Linked DNA regions of Gossypium hirsutum: region 2 is linked to region 1. Evidence: chromatin contacts called from public Hi-C data. All regions are on one chromosome and are shown on one strand. The core of a region is the stretch at or near the end of the contact, and the rest is flanking DNA. Distances in the headings are between cores, read along the strand shown.

The links. Hi-C and Micro-C count contacts between places; a contact is called where the count stands out from the background.
Region 2: a contact with region 1 is called in a Hi-C map of leaf, with 1.8 times the contacts expected there. The contact joins the promoter of LOC107962458 here to the promoter of LOC107962433 in region 1. A contact is called at or near these places in 2 of 34 Hi-C or Micro-C datasets (both in leaf).

The regions. Positions count from the first base shown.
Region 1 is chrA06:5,266,525-5,273,336 of Gossypium_hirsutum_v2.1, reverse strand. LOC107962433 (2,3-bisphosphoglycerate-dependent phosphoglycerate mutase 1) reads left to right here and starts at 2,828. Exons shown (of 9, transcript XM_016898828.2): 1 at 2,828-3,017; 2 at 3,507-3,772; 3 at 3,993-4,216; 4 at 4,391-4,509; 5 at 4,651-4,807; 6 at 4,899-5,000; 7 at 5,101-5,220; 8 at 5,805-5,872; 9 at 5,944-6,233. The coding sequence starts at 3,508. The coding sequence ends at 5,849. It overlaps LOC107962435 (phosphatidylinositol transfer protein 3), which reads right to left. Exons shown (of 7, transcript XM_016898830.2): 6 at 6,572-6,812; 7 at 5,369-6,084. The coding sequence ends at 6,616.
Region 2 is chrA06:5,630,501-5,637,312 of Gossypium_hirsutum_v2.1, reverse strand. LOC107962458 (zinc finger CCCH domain-containing protein 15 homolog) reads right to left here and starts at 2,661. Exons shown (of 3, transcript XM_016898859.2): 1 at 2,460-2,661; 2 at 1,949-2,100; 3 at 1,229-1,614. The coding sequence starts at 2,044. The coding sequence ends at 1,480.

The sequences.
Region 1 (6,812 bases), core at 1,579-4,078:
TGTGAAAGAAATAGTGAGGAAATCAAGAAAAATTACACTAAATGGTGAAATTCGATACATGTATAAAAAGAGTAGTAATTTTTATAGGTTGATTTGAGGACTTAAGGATTAAATTGTGAAATAAGTAAAAAGTTACAAATGAATATGATAAATAAACAAAGAAATGATATATTGGGAATTAAGAAATTTAATAGAATTTGAATATCATCGGTACTTACTAAGTTTTCACCGACTTAACGTGTTTATTTTCAACGCGTAGGTATAGTGATTTTGAAGAATTGTTGTTGAGGTTGTGAGCATCCATCTCATCACATCTCCAAGTGCCAAGAGGGTATGTTTCAATATTTTAAATAGAATGGCATGTACTTAGGAAGATCAACTGTGTACCAAGTAGTAGGGACTAAAATATAAGTTAATTTAGTGAAAACTTTTTTTTAATGTTCAAATATATTAGTGATTAGCCAAAATCACTTTGGCACAAAATGTAATATTCCTATATCAGGTTCCTTGGGTGAAACCGGGTATAGGGGTGTTACAAACACAAAGTATGCGTCTTCTCTAAAAAGGTTATAGAGACACAAACAATGCAACACAAATATGTGTCTTCGCTGACCAGAAGTAGAGACACGAATAATATGTCTCCTTTAACAATGCTATCAAGACGCAGACAATACGTCTCTACAAACTGAGCTATAGTGTCGCACACATGTGTCCCCACTAACTAAAGGTAGAGACACAATGGATACATCTCAATTGATATGCTTATAAAGATGCATGTCTCGCGTCACCATAGACTGGGCTATAGCGTCGCATACATGCGTCTTAACTAACTAAAGGTAGAGACACAGTGGATGCTTCTCTACTGACACAGTGAAGATGCATGTCTCGCATCACCATAGATTGAGCTATAGAGTCACGTAAATGCGTCTCCACTAACTAGATGTAGAGACACAATGGATGCATCTTCATTGGCTGAGCTATGTAGACGTGTGAGTTTTTGCATCGCCAACCCTAAGAAGACATACCCAGTGGTGACGCATGCGAATGCGTCGCCAAACTCTATAACAACGCCATTTCGTGTCTCATTAGAGTTCTCGAGTGTCACTATTAACCTATCTTGTTGTAATGTTACCAGTGTCTTTGACCGAGATTCGCTTGATATCGACTCACCAACCCTATTGTGAAACAAATATCTGAACGTGTACATAACATAGCGTACATGAAACTTCTTGCTACCGAAGCATAATGAACTTTTCTCATGTACTCTCTTTCTTTTACTATCTTAAGACAGTCCTCCAAAGAAAGATGAAGCCATACTACAAAGGGTTGAGTTCCCTTCTTTGAATCTGTATTTGCATAACTTTCTAATATTTTGTCCATGTATGAAGCTTGTGATAATGTTATCATTTTGGTTTTTTTTTTATCCCTTAGTACTTGAATACCTAGAACAAAGTTAGGATTTCTCAAGTCCTTTATGTTATATTGTTGAGTTAATCACAATTTAATCGATAACAATGTCCCTATACAATTTCCAATGAGTAAAATGTTATCAACATTAAAATGAGAAAGATCACCTTTCCATCCCTAATATGTTTATAAACACAAGGTTCATTTAAGTTTTACTCAAATCTAAAAATTTTGATTGCTTGATCAAATTTTTAATTTGATGAGCAGAATACTTACTTAAATCCACATATAGATCTAAGCAATTTGCAAACGTTGATTTTGTTTATATAAATGCTCTTTCCAATATTTCATAATATTGAAATAATTTACATCCAGCAGGAATTTACTTCCAATTTATTTTCCAATCCCCAAAACAATTTATTATATAAGTTTTGGATTTGTTGAAACCATAGAGGTCTTTTGCACTTGGGTTATACCTTAATTTAGTTTTTATATGATTTGGATAACTTTAAGGCAAAAGGCCAGGATTCCTAACAGCCCATGGCAAAAGAACAATGCTAGAGCATATTCTTTAGGATGCCAGCAAAGAAGTATTAGGCCCCCATAAACATGAAGTGTCCCCTTTTTTACCTTGGAAAAAAAACAAAGCAAAATATAAATTGGTCAAAGACCTCAGATTTTGGGGTAGGTTTTGGTAGGTGTGACAAAAAAAAAGGCCCTTGAATGATACATTAAGCACGTGTAAGATAAAAACCCACCAAAAGATGGGGGGTTGGAGAATTGGAAAATGGAGTTAGGTGCTTTAACCTTGAGGCTTTGAAGGGTTGCTTCTTTTTCTTTATTCATTTGTTGGAGTTGAAGTAGCGTATGGTCCTTACAATCTCATCAAGGGTTGTCAAACATAGTATTTACCTTTCAAGTTTTCCAAATTTAATTTTGATTATCATTTGAATCATATATTTTATAATTCTACTTGTAATTTTAAATATGTTTTAAATTTGGAAATTAATAATGGTGACGCATTGTGTTCCTTTTTATTATAATAAAGTTTTAATTATAAAAAGATTAATATTTGATATATCAATAATACTTTTTCACTTTTTAAGTAGTCTTAAAAAATTATCTTATGCCTCTTTTAGTATCAAGAGACTGACAAATGTCTATAATAAAAAAAATATTTTAGAAAAGAAACGCATTATAAATTTTAAAAGTCACTCGAATACATTACAATTTTTTAGCTTGCTATTTTTAAAATACTCATAAAAAAATCATGCCATTTTGGATAATAAATTTAGATGTAATTAGGATTAAAATCTTAACTTTAAAAAGATAATGATTAAAAATGATTAAATTCAAAATTTATGTATATTTCAATAACTAATAACAGAATTTGAAAAAGAAGACAGAAAACGTGGGAAAACAAAATCAAGAAAACACCCAAGAAAATCCCAGCTTTTTCAAGGTTACTGAAGAAACAACAAAAACTGCAACTATAGTTTTCTTATATAAACCCCACCCCAAAGTCAGTTTTTCCAGGTACCCATCAACGCTAAATACCATCTTTCTCTTTCAGCATTGCGTTTCTTGCTTCTCACTTGTTGTCTTTCAAGGTTTGCTTTCTTCTTTCTTCTTCATTTTTTCTGTATTGAAACTTTTACTGTGTATTTGATTGATGGAACAAAACCCCATATGGGAAATGTTAACTTTGAGCTTTTGATCGGAGTTCCCTTTTTTATTTCTTGGATCTGTCATATTTTATAAAATATAGGGTGTTTGCTAAATTCTTGTTTCTATGATCGTCTTCTTGGCGGCCAAGATATTTGCCCTTTCTTCACTTTAAATGAATGGCTTTGCAAGTTTTTTATTTTTCTTGAGTTTGTTGCCTCTCTTTTAATGATGATTTGAGCTTTGTTAAATTTGCCTTTAACCCTAATTTAACTACTTATTTAGAATGAATAAAATCCCTTAGTGGCATAATCATTGGTGTTTTGTTTGTCTATAATGATGACTTTCTTTTTTCCTATTTGTGCTTCATTTTTGTCTAGTTATTGAAGGTGTTCTTAGATTTGCACTTTGCTTTGCTTATTTTGGATTTTCAGAATGGCCAATGCTATGTTGCAACAAACAGTTGGAGGAACTCTTCAGCTTCTCAGCAATTCCAGAACTCACTGCAATGTCGGGAACCGTTCGGTACGGTTGCTTCCCAAGGGGTTTAAGTTGGAAGTTGAGTTCTCAAAGAGAGGGATTTATAGTTCGGGAAAGAGGAAATTCAACGTTATTCAAGCATCAACGTCTCAAACCTCTGTTGTTGGTCCTCTTTTAGCTCCCTCAAGTAGTGACACCGTTGATTCTCACATGAAATCAAGTAAGCCAGATTGTCCTAGACATAGTTTCTAATTCAGTTAGCAAATAATATACCAAATGACAATGCTCCATCTTCCTTCATGATTATAAGCCATCGAACTGCACTATTGATTCCAACTAATGCAAGTGATTTGGTATTTCCTCATAACTTGGGGAACAAGAATTAGGTTCTTTTTTGGGGGGAATATTCTGATCTTTAATTTTCGGGATATTCATTGCAGATGAGGTAGCTTTGATACTGATTCGCCATGGTGAGTCTTTATGGAATGAGAAGAACCTTTTTACAGGTTGTGCTGATGTGCCATTAACCAATAAGGGAGTAGAAGAGGCAATTGAAGCTGGTCATAGAATCAGCAACATACCTGTTGACATGATATACACATCGTCACTAATTCGTGCACAGATGACTGCTATGCTAGCCATGACTCGACATCGCCGCAAGAAGGTGACTTGATGATACTTGGCAGTTGATGCTGCCATTGATAAAACCACTGACTTGGTTAGATGGTTTCGAAGTTATTTAAAACCTCATATCTACTTACTAGAAGTCCAAGAGCAGTTATTTTGTCATTCTTTGATTGATTAGACTGATAACCTATTAATATTGACCTGATGATAGGTGCCAATTATCCTTCATAATGAGGATGAGCGAGCAAGAGCGTGGAGTAAAATATACAGTGAAGACACCATAGAACAATCGATTCCTGTTATAACATCTTGGAAATTGAATGAAAGAATGTAATCTTTTTTTTCTTTTTCTCCATATCATGACTAATCAAGTCATATTGCCAATGCCTTTCTGACGTCCTCTTATTGGCTGCCTCAGATTTTTTTCATTTTTCTTGCATGAATCAGTCATTTACTATCTTCTTCGTGCAGGTATGGAGAATTACAAGGTCTGAATAAACAGGAAACTGCGGATAAATTTGGTCATGAAAAAGTTCACGAGTGGCGCAGAAGTTATGATATACCCCCACCCAATGGCGAGAGTTTGGAAATGTGTGCTGAAAGAGCTGTTGCATATTTCAGAGATAATGTAACTTCTATATCCGGTTTTATCTATCATCAAATGATTGAAGTCCTTTAATACGACATAGTAGCGCCTCATAGCAAATCTTAATTTGCAGATTGAACCCCAACTTTTATCTGGAAAGAATATCTTGATTTCTGCCCATGGGAATTCATTAAGATCCATTATCATGTATCTTGACAAACTAACCTCCCAGGAGGTATGGATCCTTCTTTCGGTTCCATTCGGGATGTTTTCAATTTTTCCTAGTACTCTTTTTCTTATTATGCTGTATTCATTTTGTATTCTTCACGGGACAGGTTATTACTTTAGAACTATCCACTGGGATACCCATGCTTTACATTTTTAAAGAGGGAAAGTTCATTAGGAGGGGAAGTCCAGTAGCACCAACAGAGGCTGGAGTCTACGCTTACACTAGGGTATGCAACTTCCTCTCAGCATTATTATTGATATGTCATGGACCTGTGTAAAATTAGTTTGTTCTACTGCTTTTATATATGTGATTTTGCTTCATGAAGCAAGAAATTTATAAAAGAGCTTTGGAAATAACAAAGGACCAAGTAGTTGCTTTTTCAGTACTTTTTGAGAAGGAAAGGAGGTAGGGAATCAAGAAATGTTTGGGTTTTCAAACTTTTCCTTGGTCCATGCTTAAAGTCTTAGAGCTTGAGGAATGGCCTCGGAACTTCTGTGCAGAAAGGAAGGTGTTATCTATATATCCACATATGGCCATAGCTTTCTATCATAAAAGTAGCTTTACTTGGAAATAACTTGATTATGAAAGAAGCTTTTCTTGCTGAATTCATCATGTTGACACTATGCTTTGTTTTCTATCTTACCATTGATACCATAGAGATCTCGACCTCAAGAGGAAAAACAAGAAACTTTGCATTAGGATATACTTATCTCTTTATCCTCTTGTTTTTGATGACTCTTTCAACCCTTTTACCTAGGATTATTAAGCTCAATTTAAGAGGACTAATACTTCTACCAATAACTTTTGCAGAGGTTGGCTCAATACAGGCAGAAGTTAGATGACATGTTGACTTGATATATGTCCTTTTAAGTATAGAGGTAACATCGGATCCTGTATGCTAGCCCTCTTTCCGACTCTCGATAAATGTTAAATTTTTTTTTCTATTAAGTTTTCCAGGGCCGTCTTTTTGCATCACTACTGACATCACCATCTACGATTGTTCTGGTTACAATGTTGGACCAATAGCTCCGAAGGTTAGCTGTCGTCCAGTTGATTTTTCATATGGGTGCAGCAAAGTAGCTGCAAGTCCCTGCAGATGATTAGGTTAGGTAGGTGTGCTATAGATATACAATACTCATTTCCAGTTTTTACCGTCTTCAGTTTGTTGTGAAAATATGGACAGACGGGTTTGTCTTTGTATTAAGTTCGATTTTTTTTTTTTTGGTGCAATAAGAAAAAGTTTATCTGTTACTTTCTCTCTCTGTCTGTATGGAATGTTAACTAAGATACTATTACTTAAATGCCAAGGAAACCTTAATAAAAAAAGAAATAGAAAGAGAAAACTGCATGGTTAACCTATGTTGCATAAACTTTTAATCAAAGAGTGAGAAATGATAAAACAAGACAAGCTGTTATCAAAAGGATACATCAAATTAACCGAGCGAAAAAACAATGAGATCCATTCAAAACGGAAGTTGTAATAGGCTAATGATGCAATTGAGGGGCGCTCTCTACGTTGGCTTCATATTTCTAACTAGAACAGTTAAACAGTGCCGCTTACAGTCAGATCATCGTACCTTATTAGCCTCAGCCAAGACATGGTTCAAGTTTTGAGTCTCCTCTATCTGTAAAGCAATTCCTTGGAGCCATTACAATTATCACTGCCCTTAGTAACCAAGACACTTTTATCGGAAATGAGGCCTTCTGAATCTGAAACATGACTCGTGGAACCATCTACCTTGCCACTATCAGAGGCATCAGAATCAAAAGAATTCAAATCAACAGAAGATGTCGGCATGGGCTCTGGTGGAGCTTCTG
Region 2 (6,812 bases), core at 1,412-3,911, 360 kb before region 1:
TCCAACCAAATAAATAAGATAATAAAAAATGATGTTTTACTTTAAAATCATTTCTAGCTCTATTATCCATAATGTGTACAATAACCCATGCTTATGTCAATTCCACACACATTGGCTGAGAGACGTGTTAATATGTTAGGTGGAGCCGGTTAAAAATTTGAGTATAAACTTAAATCATATTGTAAATAATTAATTCAAATCAATTTCAAGTCTGACCAAAACTACGTATTATTTTTAAATTTTTTTGAAAATTATTTGATACATCATAATAGATTACACAAGTAAAAGCTACGTATTAGAAAAACATAACAGTATTTGAATCCTGCTCATGAAATTGAATTCCATTGATGGTATATCAAATACTAACCAAAACAATTAGATACGCAGGTTAAGAGAAATTAACCATATAACATTCCTCAATATCAATAGGGTTCTAGGGCAGCACTTTCTAGCCATTCTATCCATCATACAGACATTATGAACTCTAATCTACCCTCTCTATGGAGCAAACCAAATTCCCCTAGCTAAACAGACCATAAGTGCATTGAAGCTATGCTAAACAAGACCCGAAAAGAAGAGACTGTTATGAACCAACCAGGTAGCTTCTAATTTATGAACTCGCCCATATCCAATTCGGGGGCATTCAGTTTACCGAACTTATATTATTAAGGCATAGTACCCTTTATTCACATTACGATAGCAATGCAGTTAAGTCATGGCGGAGTATCACCTTCTAAAAAACATACAAGTATTTACAATCAAAGTTTTCATGCATAATTGTATCACCAAATGCTGTAAGCTTTGATTATCCTGCTTCACAAATTAGACCTCATCACCTATTCTTTCTTGCCCTGAATCCTACAACTGCCTGCAATAACATATGCTAGCACCAATCAACCCAACCCTGCTAATCTAACCGCATTTATCTACTGCCTATTTCTGTGTTTGCAGGGACAACTTCATACTTTAGCCGAACAAGAATTTGAAATGAGACCTGTTTTCAAGTATGGACTAAGAAATCTATATCGATTGCACGCAGACTTAGAATTGAATCCAGAGGAAAGTTGTCATAAGAAATTCCTTTGTATGCATCAAGATTATTCTTTTATTATTATTTTATTTAGTATAAAAGCTAGTCATGACAACCCTAAATACAATATAAAAAAACCACAATATACATGAACATGGCAATCAAATGCTAAATCCATAAAACAGTAACAAAAAAGAGTTCATCGAACAATATGGCAATAATAAATTGATCCAGGTAGTCTAAGCATCAACAAATGGGAAAGAGTAAAATGATTTAATACATTGTCGACACTGTAACCGGAAACCTAGAAATTACCTGTTTTTCCAATAGGACTTATTTTACTTTCTCTTGAATAAACAGACATTTAAGACCGGGAACTCAAGAGGCAGAGCATCTATGCAGTATCACCTACTGAAATCAATGTTTCATGGTCATTCCTTGAAACTAACTTAATATTGGGAGTTATCAAAAACCCAAGGTTCATGTAAGAAAAGCTCCCGTCCGTTCATTTGCACGGTTCCGGCTGCTATATCTTCAGCACGCTTTCTAGCTGCCTCAGCTTTCTTAGCTGATGTTTCTGCATCCTGCAAAATGACATGAATTGTAACATGAAAAAAACCTAAACTGAGTTCGAACAACCGATATGAAAAGGGAAGTAATTGAACAAAAATTAAGAAAACTGGACAATTTAGTTTCTTTTTAGGACTCTGCTGCCCCAAAAATTTTAATATAATATTAAATCGAAATTATCCAATGTTTAGTTCCATTAGTTTTGGGGCATAAACTGGAAATTAAATTCAACACATAATAAGAAAGTGGAAAATACGTAAAACCCTAATTGGCATTAAATCATTAGAAAGAAAAATTAAAGATTAAATACAGGAAAAATAGAGACAGAGAGGGAAAAGAAGGAGATACCTTTTGGCGCTTCCAAGCGAGGAATTGGGATACAGTAATTGGATTATTGGTTGGTTGTTCGTTCTCTTGCTTTCTCTGTTCTTCTTCCGCTCCCATTTTCCTTTTTCCTTTCTCTTTCCCCAAACGGAAAAACTCGTTTAATTTACACTGGTCTGGTGTTAAACGCCACCGTTCAGCATAAACATAACAACGTGCTTTCCTTTCTACTTAATAGATTATCTTATTAGATTAGAGATCTAGTTACATCGTTATGAATATTAATAAATACAATTTTTAGATTAATAAAATAAAGATATTAAATTGGTTCTAAAATTTATGTGCATTACAAGTATAATTATGTTTATGAATTTAATATTTAAATTATTAAAATATTAATTGTACAAATAAATATTAAAAAAATGTAATCCTACCTTAATTTTACATCGATTTAAATGGGTCATTCTCTTATTTTATTATCATTTAATTTTATATATTACATATGAAGGATATTTTGGACTGAAACCAGAGTTACCATAGTCTCCCTTGATGCGCTTTGAATAATGGAAAAGGTTCGATGAATCTCCAAATCGGATTCAAAGCTCCCGTCCTTCTTCTTTACTAATCTTTTTTCTCTCTCAGAAGTTGAAGAAGATGGTCGGCTGATATTGCTTGAATGATTTTGCTGCTTGGCTTTGGGCGTTTCTTTTTCTTGTTGAGTTTGATTGTCCCTAGGTGCTTTTATTATTTTGTTTATGTTGACAGCTGTGTTATTTTCTTTGTTGTTTGTCGTTTCATGTTACTGTACCTTTAGTTGATTTTGTGTGCTTTGCTTTTTCCTGTTACAGCTGTGCTGAGTTTTCTCAATCTTTTTGCCTTGAGCCTTGTGCCAATAAATATCAGTCATATTCAAAAAAAAAAACTTTATATATTACATATATATATTGTAATGTTAATGAATTTTAATATCATTTAAATATATATTTTTAACTTCAACATCGTGCTTAAAATAATTATTTTATTGAAAGCATTTCAATTTTTTTATGATATTTTTTAAAAGTAATTTCCAACTTCAATGATAAACTAGTCATTAATAGAAATGACAACTAAATGAGACGAGGCAAGTCGATTTTTTTATTTGTATCTAAAGTTTTTAAAATTTTAAAAATGCATTTACGTAAAAATAATTGAGAATTTTAAAATTTTAAAAAGTTTTAAAAGGGGTGTAAATCAAATTCTATATTCAAAATTTTATTTAAAGAGGTTATTTTGAAAAAAAAATTATAATTTTATTTCGTTTGTTACTTTTAATTCTACCATAAAATAAAATTTTCAAATTTTGTTGAATAAATCTTAGTTAAATTGGTATTAATATTATTATCATTGTAAGAGGATGTGGATTCAATGCATTCAAGCATATTTTATCTTCAATATTGTTTTTTAATTAATTTGTTTGAATAAATATTTTTTTTAAAAAATATACACAATTGGTATTGGATTTTATTTTATTTTTTCAAAATAATTATTTTTCAAACTAAGGTTGTTTTGTGATTTTCGACATAGAAGATGTAGCTCTACTAATATGCCTTCCAACAAACGGTTTACCAATAACTAGGGGTGAGTATTCGATTGAGTTGAGTTGAATCGAGTCAAAAATTTTTGAATTAGTCGAGTTGACAAATCCTATTTTAGCAACCGAACTCAATTTGAAATTTTTTCGAATCGAATCGAATCGAGTCGAGTTAACGAATCCTATTATTTATACTTAATGTTATGTTTAGATGGAGCGATTATTTAACTAGTAGATGAAGTACAAGATTATTTAACTACATGAATAATATAATGATTTAGTCTTTTAATTTAATGAGTAAACATTTATCAAAACGACGTAGTTTTACCTTTTAACTTAATTATTTTGAATTATAACTTTTAATAAAGTAAACATTTATCAAAACTACGCAGTTTTGTCTTTTCTTATTTGGATTTTCGGATAACTCGAATTGTATAATTCATATTCGAGTTAAACCGAAAAACTTATTTTTTTTATTCGAGTTGATTCGAATAACTTGATTAACTCAAATAACTCGAACTATTTAATTCAAAATTTAAATTTTTTATCGAGTTTTTCGAATCGAATCGGATTTTACTCACCCCTACCAATAACAAAACCTAGTTAATTGGTTTTCCAAAATTACTCGTTAAATCGTTGGGTGCATTCTTAAAAAAATAAGGATACGGTAGGAACCAAATGAGTATTATGATTGGAAAATCAATTCACAAACTTTTATAAAATGTAATTGCAGATGAGATTCATCAAAATACTAAAACTTACATCCTCTCCGTTAACTGAACAAAGGCATATATACTAATTCTGGAAATGTCTAGAAACAAAGATCTTGATAATTGTATCTCCAATAGTTAGATGATTTTGTTAGAACCACAACTTATAGTTAAAAATAAACTATTTTGGCATGCCTATTCAAAAGCGTTATGTATGGCGTTTAAAGCTCCTACTACTGAAATAATTGGACTCCTTATGATTTACAAGTGTGGTATGGTATCGATTACCAAAGATACTGCCTATCATTTGCCCTTAACATGGTATTGAGACAATTTTGAAGAGTGTGATGAGTAGTGTCCACCACTATCTGGAGTTGTTCACCTTCATAATTTGTCATATTTAGAGTTAGAATTTTTTGTCAATAATTTTTTTGTGCTATCGTCTTTGCCAATATTTTAGATGTGTGCAATCTATCTATAATAGCCCTTTGTCTATGTCGAAATCTTAGCCTCTACGTAATCTACTTGAAAGATTTTTATCAGTAAAATTTCATAGAACTTTTCTGGGGAGAACAAATTTTGTTGCTAGTTTTAATTTTGGTAACCCTAAAGTTGGGATTAATCCTTCCATTTATTTAAAACTGTTTTGAATGGAAATTTAAGCCTTAGGAATATTACGATTTATTGCCAAAAATGTGATATACTCCTTTCCATAAGGGGATATCAAATTTATTTCAAAATAAAATCAAATTTTATTAAAAATAGTTTTTAATAAAATTCAATAAAATAAATTTATCGCATTAAAATATATGAAATATATTTCACATTATTTTAATCGAACCCCCTGCATATGTGCAACAAATATGTACACATATCATGTTTAATTTTAGTATTGTCAAATTAAATTATTTATTATAACTTTTCTATAATCAATTTACCTCTTGTGACATGTTAAACATAATCCTAACTTTAATTTGCATTTTGATAATCCCAACTAGACCTGTTCATGAATTGGGCCATCCAGCCCGGCCCGAAGGCTCGTCTAAAAAGTGAAAGGGTTTGGGTAAAAATATAAGCTCAAAAAATAGGTTTAGGCAAAAAAATAATGTCCGTTTAAAAAATAAGACAGGTCTTAGGTAAGACATGCCTAGCCCGAATTCACAAAAGGACAAAAAGTCTGCTACTTTTTTGTTGTTTTAATCTTATTTTCTCCTATTTTGCTACAATTTCACTATTATGTTGTTATAATTTTGTCATATTGTTTAGATATATTGTATAACACTCGTTTTATTGTTAATTATGTTATTATTTTAGAGACATTTGCTTGTTAAGTTGAATCTATCTTAAAGTTATAAGTATACATATTTTTTAAAATTTATTTTCAATTTGTTGGGAAATATTTATTTTAATATTTTTAGTATTTTTGATGTATTTTATATATTTAAAAATAATATAAAAATATAAAAAAATTAACATGGGCGGGACGGTCTAGGCCTGGGTTTTAGCATTTTTATCTGGTTTAGGCTTGGACAAAATTTTAGGCCTATTTTTCAGGCGAGGTCGGGCCTAGCAAACGGGCCTACAATTTTGGTTGGGCTCGGCCCGACCATGAACAGCTTTAGTCCCAACAAAGGGTGTGACCCTATAGAATCTTATAACGTTAGCAGAAACATTAAAAATAATTCTAATGTTACAAACATATAATGACATTTAGCAATCATCATTACTACCCAAGTTACAGAAACCGTGGTTCGATAGGATCTTCTAAGATAACATTATTATGTAGTATATCTCTTTGCCATTTATATCTAGATTGAACACAAGTCATGGAATAGTCACACTTTATAGCCCAATATCTTATTTCTTGATCCTCAAGTAGATTAAGATACACAAATAGTGTGATATCTCATATCAACTAATTTGAGCATGATTATGCATTTCTGACATCACTCGATCAAGAGGCTAGAGATATTTCTCTCATTATGTAGGAGTGACAAATCCTATCTTAATCACTCACATCCCACTACATATATTGTGACACACACAACATTAGTCTTTATAGTACAACCTTTTACTAAAGATGTTTGATTGTGTCAAAGCATATGACTCACGATATTAGAATATTGACGATCTCAAGTTTAAGGATCTAACATATAGTTATAACTATGAGAAATGTTGTGACTATTATTACATAATAATCTAAGAAATATTATCATGGTGGGTCAGTTCAATCTGTTGTTCTCTAATATGTACTTATGCATTGACTTTGACATCCCTATGTCAATGACAATACTTTGTAATTTATCATCTACATATTTGTCTTAATGCATTATTTTTATCCAAGCCACAATAATACTTGACTAAGGACATTTGAGAATGATCATATTAATCTTATGACTTTATTATTAAACAATCTATTTAATAAACACAAATAGAAATTGAAATAATAATAACAATGCCTTTTATAAATAAACTAAGTGAACAAGTATGTGATTAAATCATCTATTGGTCTTTGGGCATATTCCAACAGTGACAAATCAAAAGTAGTTTAAATACTTTAGATTTGTATAGGTTCTATACCGAGAGATTTAGCACTTATTTGTTCAGT